Linked DNA regions of Mus musculus: regions 2, 3, 4 and 5 are each linked to region 1. The links are chromatin contacts, called in public HiChIP or PLAC-seq and promoter capture Hi-C maps. All regions are on one chromosome and are shown on one strand. Each heading gives the region's core, a stretch centred on a gene start, on an enhancer-like site or on the middle of the called end of the contact. The rest is flanking DNA. Distances are from core to core; before and after follow the strand shown. Region 1 holds the start of Prpf40b (pre-mRNA processing factor 40B). Region 2 holds the start of Asic1 (acid-sensing (proton-gated) ion channel 1). Region 3 holds the start of Lmbr1l (limb region 1 like). Region 4 holds the start of Racgap1 (Rac GTPase-activating protein 1). Region 5 holds the start of Tuba1a (tubulin, alpha 1A).

Region 1 (4,658 bases), core at 900-3,399:
AGGTAAAACCAGATGCTTAACTATGCTGTGCAGAAAAAACATCAGGATGAATGAGAGTGAAGTAAAAATTGAGTTTATTAAGATAAAAAAGAGGGCTCAGAAGTTAAAGGTGATTGCTGCCAGGTCTCTCAAGAGCTTGCCTCCTTTATCTTCTCCCTGGAGACAGCCATTTTTGATCTCCTGGACCAGAAAGCATAGTCAAAGGAGAGAACTGGTATTTCACATACTTGTAACAACACAGGTCACACACACACACACACACACACACACACACACACACACACAAAGTGCCCCCCCCCCCCCCCCCAGACAGGGTTTCTCTGTGTAGCCCTGGCTGTCCTGGAACTCACTCTGTAGACCAAGCTGGCCTCGAACTCAGAAATCCACCTGCCTCTTCCTCCCAAGTGCTGGGATTAAAAGCGTGTGCCACCCCTGCCCGGCTCACAAAGTGCTTTTTAAAGGAGAGGCTGGAGAGATGACTCAGTGGGTAAAGACAATTGCCATCAGTCCTGATAACCTGATTAAATCCCCAGGACCCAAATTGTGGAAAGAGAGAAGTGACCCCAGAAAGTTGTCCTCTGGTTCCCACATGGGTGCAGTGAGCACACATGTGTCCCCCTCCGCCCCCCGATAAATAAATAAAATAAAAGCAAGAAAACATAAGGGAAAGAAGAGACTTTAGATTTTTTTTTAAGCTCGGTTTTGGTTTTATTTTGTTTTTGTTGTTTTGTTTTGTTTTGTTTTGTTTTGATACAGGGCTTCTTTGGGCTACACATTTCCCTGTGTATTCCTGGCTGTCCTCGAACTTGCTGTATAGACCAAGTTGGCCTCGAACTCAGAGATTTGCCTGCTTCTGCTTTCCAAATGCTCGATTAAAGGGGTACACCCACTACCACCTGACATACATTAGATTTAAAGTGCATCATGGATTTGTTATTTGAGATCACTTCAAGAAAGACAAATTAGATCTCAGGGGAAAGGGTTTCTTCCCCTCATGTCCGGCTTTTCATGACGTCCTGGGACATCATTTTAAAGATCAGGTCTCTCACTAGTCAGAAAACACAATGTAGGCTAGTTCGGCTAGCCGCTGAGCCCCAGGGATCTGTCTGCCTCTACAACTCAGTGCTGGCTTGAAGAATGAATATAAGAACTTTTAATACAACTATTGATAAAGCCAAATTGTCTATAGACATAAAGAGGTGTTTTCCTGAGTCAGGTTCAGAAACCTACAGAAGGAAACAGGCAACGTCTTGGTCTTTACCCCGGCTTTGGAGGGGTAAAGAGGTGCAATGCCTCCAACCAGGGCCAGCTGTACTAGCCCAAGAACTTGAGCATGCATGCCCATTAAGTAGCTTCGAGTTCCCTTATCTACATAACTGAACGTTTATCTCTCACTGTAGATGTTACAGAGGCAGATTCTGAAAGTAACCCAGCGCTAAGCGAGAGGCACGTACGCACTCATTTAGGGGATTTGTCGGCTTTGCCCGACACATACGGCTGCTGGCACAGGAGTTTAATTAATAGTTCTTGAATTAAGAAATTAAAACTAAAGCCGGGCGTGGTAGCGCACGCCTTTAATCCCAGCACTCGGGAGGCAGAGGCAGGCGGATTTCTGAGTTCGAGGCCAGCCTGGTGAGTTCCAGGACAGCCAGGGCTACACAGAGAAACCATGTCTCGAAAAAAACCAACAACAACAAAAAATTAAAACTAAAGAAAATACGCAGGGAAAAGAGCCGCTCTGTGAACCGCTGTAGTGCCCTCTGCGCGGGAGAAATTAATGGCTCGGTCCGGTCTGGGTGGTGGCCGCGGAGTCGCGGGCAAGAAGGGGGCTGTGAGCCGGGAGAGCCACGCCGCCCTGCGCAGCCAGCGCGCGGTCAGTCCCAGGCCCGCCCAGGCGCGCTCCGCCCCCGGGGGTGGGCCCAGGCGCGCCCCGCCCCAGGGGGCGGTCCCAGGATTCTGCGCACGTGGGGGCGGGGCCTGGCGCTCCGGGCCGGGGGCGGAGCCGGGCCGGGCACACCGGGCCGGTTGGGGGCTCCGCTCCTCGGCGAGAGCAACCGGAGCCCCGGCCACGAAGGGGTGCGACCCCCCCACTGGCCCCGCCCTCCCGGCCGAAGCCCGGCCAATCAGAGCTGTTTTTACTGGCGAGTGGGCCGAGCCGGCCCAGCTGCTCTGAGGCTCTGGCATGGTAACGTCCCCGCGCGGGGGTGGAGAGGCCCGGGGCTGTCTCACAGCGCCCCCTGCGGCCCGGGCTCGAGCCGGGGAGGCGGGAGGGCCGCCGGGGCACCCGGGACCCTGAGGGAGGGCGAGGGGACCGAGGGGTGAGGAAAAGAAGCCCTGTAGGTAGGTGGGGGCGGGGAGTGAGGGTAGAAGGGGCGGGGAGGCCATTATGGTGCATGGCGGGGGGCGGGGGGGCGGGTGCGACCGGGGGCTGAGGGGACGGAGAGCCTAGGCGCTGTGTGAGGAGGAGGAAGGGATGAAGTGAACGGTGGGTCTGTGGAGAAAGGTCGGGGGCGAAGGGAGGGCAGGCGATGGAAACCAGTTGCCAATCCTAGGCTATTTGGCGTGGCCCGTGCCCCTCCCCCAGACCCAGGCTTGTGCCTTTTGGAAGCCCCAGGTGCCCCTTTGGACCTTAGGGGACACCCTTCCTTACCCATCCGTTCTCAAAACCTGTCTCCCGAGGTTAGGAGGGACTTCTGAGGAAAGAGATGCTCCTGGTTTCCACCTCAGAACCGGAGTAGTCCAAGAAACGGAGGAGCAGAGGCCCCTGGGTCCCAACCCTGGCTCTGCCTTCAGACAGACTGTGGTAACTCTGTGTGACCTTGGGCAAGTCACTACCTTTCTCTGGGCCTTGAATTTCCCATTGACTTTTAAAAAGGAAAATGGGCAGTATGATAAACGGACTCTCCATCCGTTGCAGAAGGGGGCGGGATTTGAGGAGGGAATTCAGGCGAAGGGGTTCTAGGATGCGTCAAGCAGGAGGATGTTGGAGTGGAGACCTTCAGCTTGACTGGGGAAAATTTCTCGGGATTTACGGATAAGAGATTTAAAGCTTGCAAGGCTGGGTCCTGGCAGGCCTGGGCCTTGGGAATCCCGTTGGAGAAATGGGAGAACTCTATAAATAGAGGAAGTTGAACCCTGGAAGTTCAAAAACGATGAGAACCAGAAGTAACAACATTCTGTTTCTTCGGGAGAGTGAAGAGGTGATGGAGGATCAGAAGCAAAATGTTGTATTCTAGAAAGATCTCTAGGCTCTTTGTGGGGAGCAGAAGAAATGCTAGGGCTTACACACCAGAGTAGAGGCTAGGAAGTAGGTGGGGGAGGGGCTGGACCTATTTGGGCTCTGCAGGTCAGTGGAGACAACAGGGTGCTAGAGCTCAGCTGTTCTTTGCAGCGCTCTGCATTGAACCTAGGGCCTTGTTAATGCCGGCAAGAACTGTAGTGCTGAACTACTCTGCCAACCCCGTTTCTTTTTGATGATGGCTGCCTCTCTTTGAGAAATATGCCTCTTAGCCTTCATTTTCTTACAGTTCCTTTGGTGAATAAGTCAGTCCAGGCCTACCTAGGATCACCTGGTTGTCTCAGAATCTCAGGATTGGGATTAAAAAAAATGAGGCTAAGAAATGTCATCTGTGCCATCCTTCTTTCTGGGAGGCAGCTTTATGGGGTCGGACTGCTTGGATTCCAAACCTGCCTCCGCCGTTTAATCTCTGAGAACTGTAGCCACGAAGTAACCTGTTAGAACCCCAGCTTCTCCATGAAATGGGGATACTTTCTCAGAAGGTTGTGAGGATTAAATGGACATGTGGTGTGACTCTGGCTCATAATATGCACCCAGCAAACATTACTGTTAGCCGTGATCTCTGTTCTCTTCCCTGTCTCTCTATTTTTGTCTTTTTCCCTGTTCTTCTGAGTGCTCAGTTCTGAGCTACCCCTTAGATCTGAAGGCTGAGAATTGATTACATCTTGTATCAGGATGCTTCCATTGGTCTCCCTGAATATATGATGACTAGATGGCCAATAGTCTCAGTATTGACTCTCCCCTGCCCTACAATGTGTGTTCTGTTCCGGGGAAGACTGACAAATCTGCTTGTCTTTAGCTTTCTTTCTACTGTCCTTTTGCACTGGTCACTTCAGAGTCCACTCAGAAGTGTTACCGTCCCAAAGTTGTATTGGTATTGCAGCAGGTGAGAGGAGCAGAAAAGAAAGGACAGCACAGGGGGAGGGAGGGAAGACTCTAAAAGGTCCATGGTCATTTCCATTCATCCCATCCCTCTGTCTTCCCTGGGTAACTGAGTAAAATGGGCCAGGGTTTGAATTCTGTCCAGAAGTCTCCATACAGTTAGCTTTCTATCATGTAACTTTTCCCATATGAGTATTTGATACCTGCTGCCTTCCACCAAGGTAAAGGATCTCTATTTTACATGTTTCTATTACCGATTATACTCAAGAGAATTTACACAAACAAATGAGTGCAAACAGTATTTTAGGTAGTATCCAAAAATCCACCAAGGTTAGGGATGAGATGGTGTCATCAAAGCACTTCAGGTGGAGGGCCACCCTGTCTAGACAGTTGGGGAGTTTGAGAAAGAGAAAACCTAGGCTGTCGAGATGGCTTAGTGGCTTAAGTGCTTGCTGCAATGGCAGAAGGATTGGAGTTC
Region 2 (4,658 bases), core at 1,306-3,805, 380 kb after region 1:
ATAATAACTTAAAAAAAAAAAGTTTGGCCACCCAGGCAGGCATGGTGGCTTATACCTTTTACCCAGCACTCAGGAGACAGAGGCAAGCAGATCTCTTTGAGTTTGAGGCCTGCGTAGTCTACCCAGTAAGTTCTAGACCAGCCAGGGTGCCACAGTAAGACTGTCTCAAAACAAAACAAAAAGTTTGGAGATCTGAGCTCCACCCACTGAGTTTGAGGTTTACTTGATCTAAATTAAACTCCATTGGGAGGCAGAGACAGGCGGATTTCTGAGTTCGAGGCCAGCCTGGTCTACAAAGTGAGTTCCAGGACAGCCAGGGCTATACAAAGAAACCCTGTCTCGAAAAACCAAAACAGGGGCTGGTGAGATGGCTCAGTGGGTAAGAGCACCCGACTGCTCTTCCAGAGGTCCGGAGTTCAAATCCCAGCAACCACATGGTGGCTCACAACCATCTGTAAGGAGATCTGACTCCCTCTTCTGGAGTGTCTGAAGACAGCTACAGTGTACTTACATGTAATAAATAAATAAATCTTAAAAAAAAAAGAAAGAAAAACCAAAACAAAACAAAAAAAGAAAAAGAAAAACTTACCCAACTCCCCGAATTAGGAGCTACCATCTCGAAGTCTGTCCTGATATGGCTGATATGGCTATTTTTTTTTCTTCCAGATCTAAATCAGAGTGCCAGTAACATTTGTTACTGGGGATTTACAAACACAGATCAATGAACTATGCATTTTCCATCAGTGATTCACATAATCATTGAAAAACAAGGTGAAATAAATACAACCTTCATCATAAGGATGAAGAAACTGAAGCTTGGACTGGCCAAGGGTCCTGCCGGTGGTATTGCGTGGTGGGGTCAGGTCCTGTTCTTGGAGCCTGGATACCTGATTCATGCCTTTTATCTTTCCCCGGACTACTCCTGCGGCTGTTCATTGGCCTCAATCAGTCCTCGCCTGCCGCCACCTCACCTCATCACCTTCCTTCCCTCCACCCACGCTGCTCCCTGCTCCCTCGGTAACATCCCAGGTGATTGAAGCAATTTGCAGCCATTAGAAGAGGCTCCACGTGTCGCTCAGCTTGTGGGGTTTGCAAAGATGTTACAGATGTTCCAAGATGGTCCTCCCCTCCCCCGAGGACATTGGAGAGCCTGGAACCAGACTAGACCCAGGGCTAGAATCATCACTTAAACCCCGTTTGCGACCCTCCTAGAGTAATTCCTAGTTTCACAGGCCGCCTCCCCCATTGCCCTTTAAGTGGAGTTTAAGTATCCGAGAGAGTGCTGTCACCTGGTGGCTGCCCAGGGGCATGGCAGCCCACCAGCAGCGCTTGTGCCGTTGGACAGCTCCCCAGCCGGAAGGCGAGATACTATCTTTATTTTGGCAGCTTGGCGCTCTGGGTCCTGCTGAATGGACCTCAATCTCTCACCAGACCTAAACCCCTATCCCTGGAGAGACATCTTCACTGGTTTCTAGGGTACCTCTTACTCCCAACCCCTCACAAATTCTCATCAGCTTCTTCCCTCTATGTCAGGTTCATTCCTCAAACTCAAACCCAGAACCATGTCCCTGAGACCTGCTTCTCACCTTCCTTCTCTCAGAGCTTCACCAGCCTGTAAGTGGAGCAAAGGAGCTGCAATGGATATAATTCTGATCTTGCATCACACACACACACACACACACACACACACACACACACACCACACCATCATCTGACACCATCAGACCTCAACAGCCTCTGTGTTAAGAGCTCCTAATGAGCATCAGCAAATTAACAACTTCCCCTTGATTGCTCCTTCTCTGCTAATTGGATAGGGAGGGCCCCCCCCCCAAGGCCTCGGAGAAAGAAAGAGGGAGGGAAGGAGAGAGGTGACAGCTACAGGAGCAGCCTCCAGGTTTCAGGACTCAGATTTCTGGTCCATCCCAGAACACACTCCTCCTTGCAGCCTTCATTTTGTATCTTTTTCTTTTTCCCTACTTCTGCCCCATCTGCCCTCACTTCTGGCCATGTCTCTTTTCTTCTCTCTGTTCCTCTCTGCTTTATAGATCTGCCAATGAGGCACTTGCACACGGGCTGCTTAAGAAATCCACTGATATACAAATGGGGTCTGGGTGGCCAAGGGTATTTATATATGTGCATGTGTGTGGGTCACATGAAGGTGGGAAGCAGGAATAAGAGCAGGTGAGTGAATGTGTACAAACAGGTAAGTGCTCGTGTGAGGGTCAGGCTTCAGGGATGTGTAGGTGTATGTGATGTGTGGATGGCTGAGTGGCAAGGTAAGACTCCGGTCTGAATGTGCCTGTATCTCCACACAGGCAAATGCTTGAATCAGTCAAGTGTGACTGTGACTCGGAGTGTGTGTGTGTGTGTGTGTGTGTGTGTGTACACGTGTGCATGTGCCATCAGAGGAAGCAGCAGCAGCAAGAAGCAGGAGCTTCGATCCGAAGGAGACAACGTGGGGAGGGGGACGCTGGGGGCAGACACCCTCCTTCCTGCGCGCACACGTGCGCGTGCACACACACACACCCCATAGTCACACACGCACACACACGCGCACACACACACAAGCCACAGGGCCTCGCAAGCAGAGAGCGGAGCCGGCTCCGGGATCCGAACGAGGCAGCTCTGCTGAGAGCGGCGGGAGGAGGCGAGCCAGCGGGGGGAGCCCTCGGTTCCGCTCCCGGGCCGGGGGCCCCCCGCGCACACCGGCCCAGAGACACCCTCGCAGACACTCGTAGGCGCGCACGCGCACCCTTTCCCCTCCTCCTCCCCTCCCGCCGCCTCCCGGCCGGACGATGGATCCCTGCAGATCCCGGGGCTGAGAGCACCGCGCAGCGCCAGCGCGCCGAGCCCCGGGCGGACCAAGCCGAGCGAGCAAGCGCGCGCGGGCGGCGGACCGAGCTGAGCCGAGCTGGCCGAGCGGGCCGCTCCCTGCAGGGCTCTACGCGGGTGCCGCGGCAGCCGGCGGCTCGGGCTCCGGGCCATGAGCCCCTCCGCCGCGCGGCGCTGAGCCCACGGACCGCCTCGCGCCCCAGGACCTGCAGCGGCGGCCGGCTTTCCCCAGCCCCCTCAGGTGGGTTTCCGACCCCGCTGCCTTGGGCCCCGGGCTTCCTGGTGCCCCAAAGCCGAGACTCTCCTCCACTGTAGCTTTCTCCAGCTTCTGGGGAGGCTCGGCGGATGGGGAGGGGGCGGGGGGCCGAGCCGGGAATATGACTGCGACGAGAAGCTGGACTGGAGGGGGTGCGTTCGGGGCGGGGATAACTGGCTGTCATAGGGAACCGCGCCCCCCCCCCCCATTCCTACATCCACCTCAGGCAGCCTACCATCCTCTCCCAAACACACACACACACACACACACACACACACACACACACATACACACACAGCCTGCGCCTATGCCTGTGCTTGTTTGAGAACTGGAGACACAGAAGGTGAGGATACAGGCAGGGCCCCTCCCCAGATGTGCCCACCTCCGGAGAGGTGGCCCTGGTTTAGCTCCTGAGGTGACAGCCTGTTCCTGGGGATACCCTTGATCAAGAGAAGAGCCCCTGACCCCTGGTTCAGCCCATTATGGGGAGTTTGATCTTGGCTGGGGTAGATATTCCTGTCCCAGAGTGACCTCACATCTGGAGGGAACTCCCATGCCTGCCTGTGGGTGCATCAGGGACTTCCCTCCTTCACTCTAGTGGCTGTATCTGGGGTCCCCCATAGTCTGGGAAGCTTGCAGACCATTCTCTCGACCCGAGCTGACCCCCCCCTCCAAGCCTCTATGTTTTAATGACTGTCATCTTGGATGGTCCCTCGTTCAAGCCACCTTTGGAGCCTGCATGTCAGGGAAGTCTTCCCTTGGACAAGCAGTGACCTCCGGTTAAGGATTTTGAATGGACATAATTGGAGGGGCCCTATATGCGCCTTCATCTCAGGACAATGACAGAGTCTTGTCTCCTCTTTCCTCCCTCTAGGATCCCCTTGGCAAGCATGGAACTGAAGACCGAGGAGGAGGAGGTGGGTGGTGTCCAGCCGGTGAGCATCCAGGCTTTTGCCAGCAGCTCCACGCTGCACGGTCTTGCCCACATCTTCTCCTATGAGCGGCTGTCTCTGAAGCGGGCACTGTGGGCCCTGTGTTTCCTGGGTTCGCTGGCCGTCCTGCTGTGTGTGTGCACTGAGCGTGTGCAGTACTACTTCTGCTACCACCACGTCACCAAGCTCGACGAGGTGGCTGCCTCCCAGCTCACCTTCCCTGCCGTCACTCTCTGCAACCTCAATGAGTTTCGCTTTAGCCAAGTCTCCAAGAATGACCTGTACCATGCTGGGGAACTGCTGGCCCTGCTCAACAACAGGTGGGCAGCTCCCATCCACCCCTCCGCATGACTTGTGGAGTAACACCGTCCTTAGCCCACCAAAAGTCAAACAGCTCTGCCCTCTAGCATTCCTTTAAACCTGCCGCTCAAGGCGGAGGGGCTGAGATCATGCCAGTACCAGTTACCTACACACAATCTCTGATTCCAGCTTAGGTCAAAACAGCTCTGTCCCCACCCAGCCTGAGCTAGGAGATGTTAGCTCTTTCCCCAGAGAGCATCACCTACCTCCTGGTACTATCCTCCTTGCCTCACTTAGGGAATGGGACGGACCACCTTTTTTTTTTTTTTTTTTTTTTT
Region 3 (4,658 bases), core at 1,555-4,054, 380 kb before region 1:
CATTGGTGACTTCCCTTCAGTTAAGCTACGGGGGAGGAGGGGAGGACTTTAAGAAGGACCAAACAGAGGTCACCCCTGGGAAAAGAAGGCCAACCCAGCCCTGGTACTGTGCTGGAGCCACAAGCTTCAAGCAGAGGAACTCGCAGAAATAACACATATGCACACACACACACACATACTCCACATCCTACATCAGGCCATAGAATGAGAGAGGCTGACATTGAGAACATTCTAGGAAAGAAACAGGCTTGGGGAAAGATGCCTCTGTTGCCTTGGCATGTCCTCTTACCCAGCTTCAGTTGCTGTAGTGAGAGCGTATGCCCCAGGCACTACTGCATAAGAATCCCATCTGGAGAGCAAATCAGAACTTCTACTCCAAACCAGGGCCCCTTCAGCTTGAGAGAAGGCTTTAGTCGGGCCCAACATTTCCAGAGCAGGTCATCTGTCACTCTAAAAGTAGTCACTCCTGAGACCCTACCATAAGTAATTTCTAACTTCAGAGCCAAGTATCTTAGGACCTACACATGGCCTTGAGTGGTTAGACCTCCAAATGACAGGACAGAACTTGGACAGATAAGTAGTACAAGCATTACATCTCTACACCATTCCAAGGCATCAGAAAAACAAAAGGGAAATGTCATTGCATTTGAGGTAGGCACAGACAAGCTCGATCTCACGTGTCTTCTAGTCTCCAAGATAAACAGACCCTAGAGGAAATCTGTACAGTGACAAAGAGGAGACCAAGAAAGTCCTGTGTCTAGAATAAAGTGATAGCTTTTGATTTAGGAAGTCCCCATAGGAAGAGCCACTAAGATGGAAGCTGAATTTTCCCAACAGCTCCTTCTCTGCCCCTTTTGGTCTTGAACTTGATTAACAGCCAAGAGGGTAGTAGAGCTCAAAAGGTCAGGCTTGGGGTTCCACCCACTTCCAGGACAGGCTAAGCTGTTTCAGTGCTCGCTCCCTCCCTCTCCCATGGTGTCTCTGTGTAGCCCTGGATGTCCTGAAACTCACTCTGTAGACCAGACTGGCCATAAACTCAAGAGATCCGCTTGCCTGTGCCTCCTGAGTGCTGGAACTGAAGGCGCGCACCCCCACCTCCTACCTGGGTTGTTCTCTAGTTTCTAGATGGGAGCCACATTCAGGAGACACTAGAAACGTTCACTTGCCCCTGGCTGGAGCTGATGTCCTAAGCTAATGGCTTAGGAGGCAGAAACACATACTGAGCAGTTTCTTCGGCCTCATCCCTCCAGGTGGTCAGTATCTTATAAGGCCTGGATGTGCCCCCCCCTGGCCCCCCACCGTGATATGCCCAATCCCCAATGTGTACCTCTCCCAAGGAACACAGAAGAGATGCTACCCGACTCTTATCCTGGGGCTAGATACTCGTATGCCCTCATTGGTAAGGGCAGACCTAGTCCCCTTTACCGTTTCTTCAATCTAAGCATGCCAAGGGGTAGCCTAAAGCTCAGCCTGAGAAAAATGAAGAAAGACACCATCTGAGCCCTCCCCTTTATTCAGTAAGATCTCCTTCCACTCCTCCAAACCCTTCCCTTTTCATTTAGTATGTGCAGAGCTCTCTGGGAAAACAAAACAAAATAAAACAAAAAAACCCAGCAGACAAAGAGATTATCATTCAAAGCAGGCCCAAGGAAAATAGATTTCCCTAAGTCCCACGGGTGCTCCTACCCTAGAGTAGTACACTGCCGTATGGAAAGTTCAACTGCAATTCTAGATTAATGCTTAAAGAATAAGAAATACAGGCTAGATGCGCTCAGGATCACTGCGGACCCGGGACCCTCCCACCCCCACCCCACCCCACCCCACCCCACCCACACATGAGAACTCACACGGGATGGCTGGAAACCCAGTCTGAGTGTCAAACAAATTATCCGGAAGTCGTGCGGGGTGTGTGTCATTGTATTGGCTTGTGTTTGGCATGCTGCATGCCAGAGGCCCAGGATTCAATCACAGAAGGAATGAAAACAACCACTACTACAGGGGAGAGAAAACAGGCGGGGAAACCTCGGTGTTCCTCCATCTCCACTTCTTACAACCCCATCTCGTCGGACAGGACTTCTTTCTTCCTTAGTGGGAGGACCCACTACAGCTCCCACTTTTCCTTCGCCCCTCGCGCCACCATCGCATGTCCCCGGTTAACTGCTCAATGTGACCGAGTCTCCCTTCATTTCAACATCAACCATGGTTGCCCTTCATCTACTTTTAAGGGGGAACACGCACACTAACTTGTCCCGAAGCAAATCCATCCTTTTCCAGAGGATCAAACGCTCCACACTAGAGGACCCCCATCGCCAGGAACGCCCACGGGGGTGGAGTAGAAGGGGCGGGGGGAGGGGCGAGCGGCCGAGGAACGGAAACCCGGCGGCTTTGTTTACGGCTCAGGGACCCAGCCGACCCGACCGGGAGTTCACCGGCCCGGCCCCGGCGCTCGCAGGGGTCGAGGTGCTCCGGAGCCCAGGCAGCTGGACTTCCCGTCTCCATCGCGGCGCGCCCCTCCCACCTCGGCCCGGCCCCTTCCCGCCCAGGTCCCGGACTCACGATGCACTCGCGGACCCTGTCGTGGAACAGCTGTTCTCGCACGGATAGCACTTCGTAGTCAGCTGCTTCCATACTCTGCTCAGCATGACTGGGGCGGGGGTGTCTCCGGGCCCGGGGAGGACGAGCGGGGATGAGGCCGCCGCCGCCCGCCAAGCACCCGGACCCAGCCTAAGCGCCTCTCCTCGCTGCCCGTGACGGAAACTCAAGGTAATCTGGGGCTCAGATTCTGCGGTCGGACGCCCCGCCCTTAAAGGGGCAGGCCCCAGCCCGCCTAGTCTTAAAGGGCTCGGGTCCCCCTCGGTCCCCTCCCCTTTAAGGTGGGGTCACTCGCAAGCACGTTTCAACGCAAGTACCCGCCGCCCGGCTACGCGGAAGTGCCAGGCTTGGTGCCCAGTGACGACACAAGGCCTGGGCGGGTTTCTTCAGAGGAGCGGAACTTACTGGTTCCTCGTAGACTGTCGGTCATCGCTAGGAGTGCGCTGATAGGACATTCTGGGAAAGGAGGCGGGATGTTTTTGGCCTGTCGAAGCTGTTCTAAAACTAAGAGTCCTTGTGGTCCACGGCTGAGATGTGAGGGTTGGTTCCAGGATGTGTATCCGTCAGGATTTTAGTTTAAACGAATAAGGTTGGGATCAGGTCAGCCCGTCGAGAAGATGTAAGCACCACGGGGTCTTCTGAAGGGACGGCTGCCTGTAACCCAAAGGTCCATAGCGTTTTCTTTTCTTTTTCTTTATTTTTATTTTTGGTTTTTCGAGATAGGGTTTCTCTGTGTAGCCCTGGCTGTCCTGGATCTCACTCTGTAGACCAGGCTGGTCTCGAACTCAGAAATCCGCCTGCCTCTGCCTCCCAAGTGCTGGGATTAGTGGCTTGTGCCACCACTGCCCGATGCGTTTTTTTATTTGTTATTGGAGTTTCCCTGCCACTCCAGACAGCTTTCACACAGTTATTTTTGTGGAAGGCCTAGGGTATTAGAGAACAAATAGTTAAAAAACAAACCACAACAAAAACAAAAAAACAGGAGACTTTTTAAAAATGTCATGAAACTTTTGTTTTGTTGAGACAGGTCTTGCGATGCAAACCAGGCTACCCTTGAATTCTCAGCTTCCTAGTTGATTGCATGTATTACCAGGCCCAGGCTATCCCGAAACTGAGGAAATATCCCAGGGAATATTGGTGAGTGGGTTGAGTAAAACATTAACTCCCAAACATTAACTCCCTGCTATGTGCTGTTCTCTTTATAGCCTTTATCTAATTTTAATGTTTTAACATTTTAACGTTTTAACGTTTTAATTTGAAACTAGAAAATAGAGGTTGGCCCAGTCCTACTTTGAGATTCAGAAACCATCTGGGCATTGTGGCACACGTCTTTTAATTCAGCACTAGGAAGGCAGAAGCAGGTGGATCTATAAATTCATGGCCAGTCTGCCCTTTACATAATGTTTTAGGACAACCAGAGTAACATGGTGAGAATTTGTCTCAAAAACAAAATAAATACATCCCGTGTATACATTTATGTTTATATAGTTGGCCCTCTGCATTGTTGGGTTCTACATCTGTGGGTTCAGCTAATCTCAAACACAAAGCAAAAACCATTTGGGAGGGGTAGCTATAGAGATGGCTCAGTTGGTAACAGGAGAAGGACCTAAGTTCCATTCCTAGCACCCACAATTAATGAGTAGTGCAGGCTGGTGAACCCGGGGAGGTGTGGACGGGAGGATCCCTAGGGTCTGCTGACTAGACTAGTCAGCGAACCCTATTCATGTAGCCCCAAGTCCTAATGAGAGACCAAGTCTAAAAACACATCTGGGATACAAAGAGAGACCCTGCTTCAAAATACAACAGCAAAATACATCTAGGGCTGGGAATGTTACACAGTGATAAAGAACTTAGCATGAGCAAGACCTTGGATTTGATTCCCAACACCATGAAAAAAAGTCTTGGGAACAAAATTATGTCTGTACTGAACATGTGCAGATTTTGTGTTCTTGCTGGTATACCCTAAATTTTGTTTTGTTTTTTGTTTTTTGAGACAGGGTTTCTCTGTGTAGCCCTGGCTGTCCTGGAACTCACTCTGTAGACCAGGCTGGCCTTGAACTCAGAAC
Region 4 (4,658 bases), core at 1,127-3,626, 360 kb after region 1:
TGATGGGTAAGTTCAGCACACTGACTGCTTCCTGTGAGGCCCACCCAGAGTCTGTCTCAGCAATCACTTTTCCTAGTGACTGCAACTCAGACAGACAGATCTCACAATGTGAATATATGCTGGGGGAGGGGAAAAGAATGACCTTTAAAGAGCACAACACAGACCTCATTACCCTCAGCCAGCCCTTTGCCCAGCATATTCCATCAGAGCTCCATAGCAGGGCACACACTGTGTTTGATTGTTAGCATCTTGTCTCCACTGAGCAAGCACTGAAGAGTTGGGCTACCACTGATCTAGTCATTCTCTTTGGACTCCGGTTTCCGGTTACTCTCTGCTGCCATCTCTAGCATGGACAGTCCCCCCATCTCATCCAGTCCCCATCCACCCCACCCCTGGGAGTTTACTTCTCAGTGAAGTCTCTTCCAGCCACACTATTTTCCATAACTCCTGGTTGCTTCTGCTCCAGAGCACTTGTCTCCACCTGATATGTTCACTTAGTTTACTGTCTGGAAAGCAAGGACTTTGCAGAGCCACTGGTATCTAGAACAGTGCCCAAGGCTTGGTGCAACAGGTTTTTTATTAATGTAGCATGGTATAAAAACCTTATATGGGGGGAAACCCAGGGGTAAAAGTCAATGTTATAATTCTATAAAGCTATCTCAAAAAACAAAAACCAAACAGAACCAAAAAAGTATAAGGCTAAGATTGGAGGGTCTGTATTTGTGGAGAGTTTGATAGAATGTCTCAGATCTGCAGCCAAATTATCTGAGTGATCTTTAGCTCCACTAACACACCAGACACCTCCTTGTGACTATCAGATGAAATTTTGGCCTGAATTACCTTTCACCCGGAGAATGGCAGCACACACCTTGAATCCCAGTGCTTAGGAGACATAGAGGTAGGCAGATCTCTGTGAGTTCCAGGCCAGCCTGGTCTACAGAGTTCCAGGACATACAGAGCTGTTACACACAGCAAAACCCTGTCTCAGAATAGAAATAAAAACAGAAACAAACACACACCTACCTTTCATCAACCCAAAAGCCAAGTTGACCAGCAGACAGCACTGAAGTCTAACACAGCATAAGAGTCCCTATCTTTACTGCACCCTGGCAGCCTGACATGCAGCCTCATCAGTCCACAGAGGTTTTAAAGGTTAGTAGAAGACAGTCTTACGTGAAATTACATGTACAATTGTGCTGGCCTGTAGCTCAGCTGATACCATGTCTCTCTAGCATGACAAGCCCCTGGTTTCTGTCCTCAACACAGCAAATACTGAGAATGGCAGATCACACATGTAATCTCCAAGTTATCCTGTAATGCCTGTAATCCCAGCACTCCAAGGACAGGAGGCTCAGAAGTCCAAGGTTATCCTTGGCTACAAGAGGCCAGCCTGGGCTACATAAGACACTACCACACATACACGGAGTCCAGTTTATTTAGGAGTGATAGAACTTTAAAAGGTAAACAGTAAATCCAATAACCTTCCGATACACTATTGGGAGTACTGCAGTCAGTCTCTCCCCCTCTTCCTCTCTTTCTTCCTCTCTTTCTGAGGCACAAAAACAAAGCTCTCATTCCAAGGGAAATGAGTGAGCCAAATATAAGTGACCCTGGCTAGTGAACATGAATCCAGAATACCAAAATACTACGTTGTGATATAACCATTCTCACTACGTTTTATAGTTAAGAACAAGTCTTAGCTTTTCTGTTGGTGGAAGCTGTTCATATAAATTAATACACCCCAAAGGGTTTCACATGCAAATCACAGAACAGTAGGTAGGTCAGTGACAGAGGTGGGCAATAAATTATTAAAAGGGGGGGGGGCCTGGAAAAAAAAAATCACCCGAGATAGGCTCCGAATTTGCAACATTCCAACTCTCCACAACTAGGGATGTTCTAATGAGCCTTGTGGGAGACAGCCTAGAAGGTAGAGGCTCTCCACGTCAGGCCGCCGGGTTCCCCAAACACCTGATTTCTCCCTCAAAAGAGACTGTTCCTCGGAAAAGGGTATGAGGGGGCTCTCCCCGCCATTCCCACGCCCGGCACTGGGGCTCGCCAAGACCACCTTGAGGGAACCACACCCGCACCCGGCCGGCCACGCCTCAAAAGGACGCCCCGACTTTGCAAGGAGCGCCACGCCGAGAGCAGCCGGGTCCCGCCGCCCCCTCCCCTCGCCCGCCTCCCCGCCGCCCGCTCGCTCGCTCGCTCGCGACCTCGACCGGCTTACCGAGGCTCCCGGCCCCGCGCACACGCAACCCCGTCCGGCCCGCGGCGCTCACTCTCCGGCCGCCGCGCCCCAGGAGGGCTGCTGTCTACCAGCGACGCGCCTCACTAACGGCAGTGTAAAACCGCGCCGCCAGATCCGGTTCAAAATCACGCACCAGCCAATCACAGAGGAGCTCATAATCACGAAGACGCAAGTGTCAGGGCCAGGGGGCGGGCGCAAAACGGAATGGGCATGCGCATTACATTAGCGAGACGCCCGAAAGGCGGCCATTTTGACTAAGGGCACACACACAATTTTGCGGGAGTAGTGGGTGTTTCGTGGCCCGTGTAGGACTCACATTCCAGGCTCCAGCTTCCTTTCTTGCAATTATCCTAATGACCTGTTGACTAATTGCATATTATTTCTTGCCTCCTGTTTCCCCACGCAGTCAAATAGGACCCTTGGAAACTAATAACTGAATAGTTTTCGGGTCTCACTGTAGAATAGGAAGAATTCCAGAAGGAGACAGAGCAGCAATCATTTTAACCATATTTACTGAGCTATAATTATCCCTCCATTCATTCACGCATTCATTCAGACTTCTATTTGATGCACAGTAAGTATGCCAACTTCATAGCAAGCACTCTGCTAGGAATCAGAAAAAAATACCGATCATGTGGTCTCTGCTTTCCAGTAGCTATGAATGGGGGAAGACAGCTCAAGAAAACAAATAGAAATGCAAAATGAAGTGTTATAATTCCATTTAATAAGTGGCACTTAAAATTTGGCGTCGTATTGGTACAGAGGCTTTGAAACTTTGAAAGATCTGGACCCAACATCAGAAATGCCTTTTACGTACACCAGCAAACTATTCATCTTAATCTATTAGTGTGTTCCCAATGTTTCTGTTCCTTTTTTTGTTATGTCTCTGTGTTGGTGTCCCTTCCTTCCTGAATTTACTAATTACTGGTAGGTGTGGCTACTAGCAACTTGACAAAATACTGGCTAGCTAGAGTTTACTAGAAACAGTGATCCAGGTACACCCCTTTAACCCCAGCACAGCAGAAGCAGATTTCTGTAAGTTCAAGGCCAGCCTGGCCTGCCTCAGAAGTCTAACCACCAAGGGAACTGAGCCCTTCCTCGAACTCTTTACAACCGTGGTATTTTCAAAGGCAGTTCTGGGTGGGTGTGGTGGCACACACCCGAAACCCCAGCACTTAGGGCGTGGAGGCTGAGGGATTAAGACCAGCCTCTGCTACTTAGTTTCACACCAGCCTAAAACAAACAAAAAATCAGATCCAACCATGGCTCTTCCTTGCTGAAAACCATTAACCGTTTCACTTCTCCTCCTTAAAAAAAGATCAGGGTCTTTAACAGGGCTCCCCTAACCTGGGCTTCCGGGCTCTCCAGCTGCCCCTCCTGACTCCCTCCTGTCTACAGGTCCTGAAGTGCACCAAGCTACTCTTAGCATCCAGCGCTTGCAGAACTCTTGCTGTTCCGTCTGCCCCAAACATCCTTCCTGCCCATTCCCCCAACTTCATTTGACTAAGTCCTATCTGTCCTTTGGGCAACTTGAATTATTATTATTATTATTTTAATGCTTTCTTCAAAGGAGTCTATGCTGCCTGCCTCTGTGTGCTTTTGCTATAATTTCTAGCTCCCTTCCTCCTCTGTGTGAGTTACCTCATCGTTTTCTGATTCTTCTAGTTACTTTTGTAGGGCCTTCCACGTGCTGTGCTTTGGCTCAGGCATCTATAAGTGGAAACAATGTCTGACTCTCGGGGCCTTTCAGACATCCTTGTAAAATGAAGCACATGTCCCAGTACCAAGTATCTGCTCAGTAAATACCCCCTTGCTTTGCTGGCCAGTCCATCGGCTTCCAGAGAACCGCAGTAGGACTCCTTTGATTTACTGCTGCATTTAGCATGGTAGGCAGCCCCAACAAAGTCATTCAAGTGCAGGTGAGTTGAACTCTACCAGATGGTGGCAGTATTCCATCCCACCACCCAATCTACATATTCCAAACGATGTCCGGTGATGGGCCGGCTGGAGTGGGGGTGGGTGGGGCGGGAACGGGATGGAGACACTGCCCTCCAACCCCTCCACGGAACCCAGGAGCCAAGTATCATCTCACTCAGCACCTTTTGCCTGATGCACCAGACTGGTGAGGACCTCCAAATTGAGTTTTGAGCATTGGGAGCTGGGGTCCACTTGAACTGGGAAATGCAAAGGCTCCAGTTCCAGGAAGCATAGGGTTCGATCCTAGCTCTGCCACTTACGGGAGGCGCTGGCTTTTAACCTGGTTCTTGAGTGTCGGGCCTCTGGAGACGCAGTGGTTTCGAGTGCCGGGATGCTGGTGGAGGCTGGCTAAGTCTGTAAAAGAGCTTCAGTGTGCGGGAACGCGCCGCCGTCGTGCGGCAAGTCATTCCCGTTGGAGCACGAACGCTAGGAC
Region 5 (4,658 bases), core at 911-3,410, 340 kb before region 1:
AAAGGGAGAAGACGTCAGCCATCGGCCACCGAGGACACACACAAGCTCACTCACCCTTCTGGGTCTGGAGAGAGATTCTGAGTATGTGACCAAGAAGGAATGCCTGGGGAAGCCCCCAGCCAGCTTACCGATGACCGTGGGTTCCAGGTCTACGAACACTGCCCGGGGCACATGCTTGCCAGCTCCTGTCTCACTGAAGAAGGTGTTGAAGGAGTCATCTCCTCCCCCAATGGTCTTGTCACTTGGCATCTGGCCATCAGGCTGGATGCCATGTTCCAGGCAGTAGAGCTCCCAGCAGGCATTGCCGATCTGGACACCAGCCTGGCCAACATGGATGGAGATGCACTCACGCTGTGGAAAGAGGGAAAAAAATTATAAAATTAAGCTGTTATAATATTAAGCTGTATTTCTATTTTAGATCTTAATAGATTTCTAAAGTGTTTCTAAAAATAGAAATATTGTTGAAATTTATTTGGAGTCACATCCCTAATAACAGGAACAATGAGGAGTACTCACTACAAACACCAAAAGTGGGTGTGGCCTAGATGTCACCTTAATACTGCTTAAGACATGGTGCAAACCCATTGTTTCCAAAGCCTTGCTTGAATAGAACAGCTTTCATATTTGAAAAATATTTAAAGCATAGATTCTGTAAAACAAAATAATTATCCATAATAATACTAATTGCTTCTTTACCCGATAAGTAAGGATGAAGTTTTCATCCTATAGGACCTGGTATTTCATCATGGACATCTGCAGTGCGGCTGGGGCCAACAGCCACACCCTTCTGTGGACCCCATCAGTACTCTGGCTAGGCTACATAATAAAGAGTCTCACACTATAGGACCTTCTATTTCAACACTGACATCTGCAGTGCGGCTGAGGCCAGGAGCCACACCCTTCTGCAGACAGACCCCATCAGTACTTTGGCTAGTCGACAAGCTAGACAAAGTCTGATTTCTGCATTGCCACGTTCTCTGTGCCTGGTGCTAGCCTGTGCTGTTACATTATTTAACAGAGAAAGCTCTATTTCCAGCAGCTGTCTATGCGATCTCTTTGTGCTGCTTTCATGGTCCCTCCTAACCCTGGCTGGGGCCATTAGCCTGAATTAATGAATTAGTGCACATTTATTAGAACAAAAGATGGTTGGGTGCAGAGTATAATTTTTTTCTTTGCAGAAAATCCATTGTTTTTTGAAGGTTTTCCACTGTATGGAATGGAAATATTCTTAAAGCAGGCTAAGTTAGAAACAATGAGCGCCAACATTTTTTAAAAAAACAAGTGAAAAGATAGCTAAATTTAAAAGTAGAAAATAATATTTTTATCCTATGAATCTCTACATACCACTAATATTTCATTCTATAGAGATACACGTCTGTTGTGGAGGGACTACTTTCATTGTCTGCGGGGGTGGGGGGCGGGGAAGGGCGTTTCCCTGGGTTCTGACCATCAGCGTACTCTAGGATTCACAAAGTGGGCTTTGTCATTCCCCAACCATCCAGCTCCCCTCCCCCCTCAGCGAGATGTCCCCGTTAAGCAAATCGTATTTTTGACAGCCCTGCAGACGAAACATCCCATGACTACAGTTCCACAACGATTTTTTTTAAAGTAAAAATAAAAATAATTAAAAAAAAAAAAACCGCTCGGAAGAGGCTTAGTGAGAACCAACCCCTCCCAAAACGCCACGGAAGCAAGAGACAAACAACCCCGCCCCTGCGCCTCCCTGACAGCGGCTGCCATGGATCCGACGCAAACTAAACATTTTCCTAGCGAAGTGGGGCGGTGTTTCTGGAGTTCGGGCTCGGCCGCCGCCCCTGCCCTCCTACAGCAGCGGACCCTCGATCCCCCACCCGTCCCCGGCGGTCCCCGTGGTCCCCTGCAGTCCCTGGCTCTGCCAGCGCTAGCTCATCGGCGCTGCCTTTGTTCTTCCCGGTCTGGGCGTTTCCGTGTCCCGCACTGCGGCGGCGGGACTCAAAGACTAAGATAAACTTAAAGCATGGAGACCACCCTTTCCCCGCAGAGGTGACCAAAGCCTTAGACGTTTCCTTGCAGATCTGGGGCGACTGACACCCACCCTCTATCTACCGAGAGCCGGGGAAGGCTTGCTCACCATGGTTGCTGCTTCGCGGCTGCCGGGTGGATGGCGGAGGCGAGGAGGAGGTGTTGCTTCTTACAGCGCGACTCTTAGGCGGTCGATGTAAGAGAACCTGCGGCACTTGGGCGGATGCGGCTCCTTATATACAGCTCTGTCACCATGGGGATGGGCCAGGGCCTTTTCCTGTTGGTCCAGACCCCTCTGTCTGCCCAGAGAAGCCGCGACAGGAGAGTGGTGATTGGTGCAAGCGACATGGTATGAGGTAATCTCTCCCCCACCCCTTCCCCCTAGCATCCGTAGACTTTGCATCCTTCAGACAAAGGCCGTGCAAAGGCAGCTAGCCGAGCATCCATTATGGGGTGGAGTTGGGGAGGGGTGGAAAGGGAAGAAAGAAAACTGGGGTTGGATGATTATACGTAGTTTAAACCTTAAACTGTATTTAAAAATCATCTAAGGTTTTTCCCAACACTTAATCACAGAATTTATGTTTAGAATCTTTTTGGAAAATTCCAGCTTTTCATTTTTAATATACTGAATTTAATTACGTTCTGTCAGAATTCAACATCTCTATTTGCTTTAAAAAGTAGCAGAAGATACGGGGGTGGTCAAAAAGGCGTGGCTGAATGTTTAGTTTCATAGTTATTGTATTATTGTTATTCTTTATTATTATTTGAGCAAAAGTCAGTACGAGTAGACCACGCCTGTGACCTCAACAGCACCTGGGAGTCAGAGGCAGGAAGACTTGCAGCTCAAGGTCATCTTAACTGGCCTTAGTGGTTTATTCCTGTGTATCCCAGCACTGGGAAGCCGGGGATTGCAGCTAATTTGTGCCCACCCTGGATATATAGTGTGATATCCTGTCTCAAAAACCAAAAGAAAAAGAAAGAAAGAAAGAAAGAAAGAAAGAAAGAAAGAAAGAAGAGAAGAGAGAAATAATATACAAAGTAGTACTTAATACTAGAGAGCTTTCTTTCTTTAGCTGTAATTCTCTCCCATCACCCCTCCGTGCCCGCCCCCCTACCCCACCCTACCTCACCCCAGAGCCTGTGTTATTTTGTCCCTAGAAATGAGCCATCCTTTCTAATATGGAATTCAGAAACTGTAAGGAGAAAGAATTGAGTTTAAAAACTAGCTCTTTGTGTGGGCTTGTATTTCTCCAGTCTTTTTTTTTTTTTTGGAGGGGGAGGGGTGATATCAAGTAAAAAATAACTGAGATGCCAAATTAAAAAGAGGAGCGTTTTATAATATAAAAGGAAACCATTTTGTGATGTTTTCATCCCCAGACAACTGTGCAGTGCCAGCCCTGCTGCAGTTTTATGTAGTTCCCTGAATTCTGTAAATAGCCCCTTCCGCAGCTGGGCTTCTGACTGTGGGAACTGTAGCTGCTCTCCCCAAGGCTGCTCAGCCAGAGACTGTGGTCCTTGCTCAATTGCCCCTTGGGACAAAAATGCCTTGCTTTCACTCCTAGGAAATAGATTACAGTGGCACTCTCTTGCTATGTAGAAAGGCTCCGTTGTCAGCAAGGAAGATCTCTATATAGTGAGTCTCCGAGCTGCGGACCACTGATAATTTGCAGGATGAAATTTTAGAGGAAAAGAGATATTTGTTTGGGCACCGAGCTAAAAATGTGGATTTTGACAGATGGCTTCCCTTTCAGTAGCAGAGTCTTGGTCGCCCGCAGCTCTGTTTGCGAGCCCTGTGGAGTCCATTCATTCCGGCTGGGCTCCCAAGGCGCAGGGCGCTGGTGTGGGAGGGAGAGCCTTGGGAACACAGCAGCTGCAGGTTGTGAGCTAACAATGGTGGCCATGAGTTCTTCTAGCCTGAGGTCCACAGCTCTGCCTTTCTTGTTTAAATTTATCGTAAAAGTCTTTTCTAAAGAAAAACAAAACAAAACAAATCAATATAACCCACAAACAAAGAATTGTCTACTTCTTGCATATTTCCTAGGAAAAACAACCCCCTCATCTTCATTATTTTATAGCAGAGGGAAGAGAGATGACTTGACTACCTCTAACATGTAAGTATATCAGCAAGAACAAGAACTAAATGGTGTCAGCGCTCTCTCAGAGAAGGCCACACCCATGTGCTCCGATATTGTTCTGATCACTTCTCTCTTAACTCTTATGTTTAGAATTGATAGTAATGAATAAATCCCAACTGTGCTTCATTAAAAAAAAAAAAAATTAAACAGCGGAGAGAACATAAGGATTGACAAATAGCTTGTTGAAAAGATCGTCACAATTAAAAACTATTTCATTTGTGCATGTATTGTGCAGGTGTGCATGTGTATTTGAGGGTGTGTGTGTGTGTGTGTGTGTGTGTGTGTGTGTATGTGTGTGTGTGTTTGTCTTTGGAGGCCAGAGGACAACTACAGGAGCAGATTCTCTTCTTTCACCGTGGGAGTTCCAGGGACAAACCTCACCTTCTCAGCCGTGGTAGCAAGTGCCTTTACCAGCTAAGCCTCCCCTCCTTCCATCAAATAATAATAATAATAATAATAATAATAAAGCATACACTACAGAGCCACGATGAAGTATAACACAATTTTTTTTCAAGTATGGCG

What was found. Promoter capture Hi-C pulls out the DNA fragments that hold promoters and counts their contacts. HiChIP or PLAC-seq counts read pairs in DNA pulled down with a chosen protein or histone mark.
Region 2: a promoter capture Hi-C map of liver shows a contact between it and region 1, with 3 times the contacts expected there. The contact joins the promoter of Asic1 here to the promoter of Prpf40b in region 1. A contact is called at or near these places in 5 of 39 promoter capture datasets (the 3T3-L1 cell line, embryonic stem cells, hippocampal neurons and 1 more), 1 of 484 Hi-C or Micro-C datasets (embryonic stem cells), 1 of 115 datasets of contacts at active chromatin or transcription factors (stem cell-derived neural progenitor cells) and 3 of 9 other capture datasets (adipose tissue, liver and pancreatic islet).
Region 3: a promoter capture Hi-C map of cranial neural crest shows a contact between it and region 1. The contact joins the promoter of Lmbr1l here to the promoter of Prpf40b in region 1. A contact is called at or near these places in 2 of 39 promoter capture datasets (the HPC-7 cell line and cranial neural crest) and 3 of 9 other capture datasets (adipose tissue, embryonic stem cells and pancreatic islet).
Region 4: a contact with region 1 is called in an H3K4me3 HiChIP or PLAC-seq map of bone marrow-derived macrophages, with 4 times the contacts expected there. The contact joins the promoter of Racgap1 here to the promoter of Prpf40b in region 1. A contact is called at or near these places in 1 of 484 Hi-C or Micro-C datasets (embryonic stem cells), 2 of 115 datasets of contacts at active chromatin or transcription factors (bone marrow-derived macrophages and embryonic stem cells) and 2 of 9 other capture datasets (liver and pancreatic islet).
Region 5: an H3K4me3 HiChIP or PLAC-seq map of stem cell-derived neural progenitor cells shows a contact between it and region 1, with 6 times the contacts expected there. The contact joins the promoter of Tuba1a here to the promoter of Prpf40b in region 1. A contact is called at or near these places in 3 of 115 datasets of contacts at active chromatin or transcription factors (bone marrow-derived macrophages, pancreatic cancer cells and stem cell-derived neural progenitor cells) and 1 of 9 other capture datasets (adipose tissue).

The regions. Positions count from the first base shown.
Region 1 is chr15:99,293,089-99,297,746 of GRCm38.p6, forward strand. It overlaps Prpf40b (pre-mRNA processing factor 40B), which reads left to right and starts at 2,150. Exons shown (of 26, transcript NM_001370635.1): 1 at 2,150-2,340. It also overlaps a transcript of Fam186b not described here.
Region 2 is chr15:99,667,822-99,672,479 of GRCm38.p6, forward strand. Asic1 (acid-sensing (proton-gated) ion channel 1) reads left to right here and starts at 2,556. Exons shown (of 12, transcript NM_009597.2): 1 at 2,556-3,073; 2 at 3,963-4,340. The coding sequence starts at 3,979. Gm34880 (a long non-coding RNA gene) reads right to left here and starts at 2,035. Exons shown (of 4, transcript XR_875662.3): 1 at 1,587-2,035; 2 at 590-928.
Region 3 is chr15:98,915,294-98,919,951 of GRCm38.p6, forward strand. Lmbr1l (limb region 1 like) reads right to left here and starts at 2,805. Exons shown (of 17, transcript NM_029098.3): 1 at 2,557-2,805. The coding sequence starts at 2,628. Gm41396 (a long non-coding RNA gene) reads left to right here and starts at 2,676. Exons shown (of 5, transcript XR_001781764.2): 1 at 2,676-2,763; 2 at 3,620-3,729.
Region 4 is chr15:99,649,280-99,653,937 of GRCm38.p6, forward strand. Racgap1 (Rac GTPase-activating protein 1) reads right to left here and starts at 2,377. Exons shown (of 17, transcript NM_001253808.1): 1 at 2,228-2,377.
Region 5 is chr15:98,951,341-98,955,998 of GRCm38.p6, forward strand. It overlaps Tuba1a (tubulin, alpha 1A), which reads right to left and starts at 2,161. Exons shown (of 4, transcript NM_011653.2): 1 at 2,111-2,161; 2 at 129-351. The coding sequence starts at 2,113. B430209F14Rik (a long non-coding RNA gene) reads left to right here and starts at 3,993. Exons shown (of 4, transcript XR_875650.3): 1 at 3,993-4,112.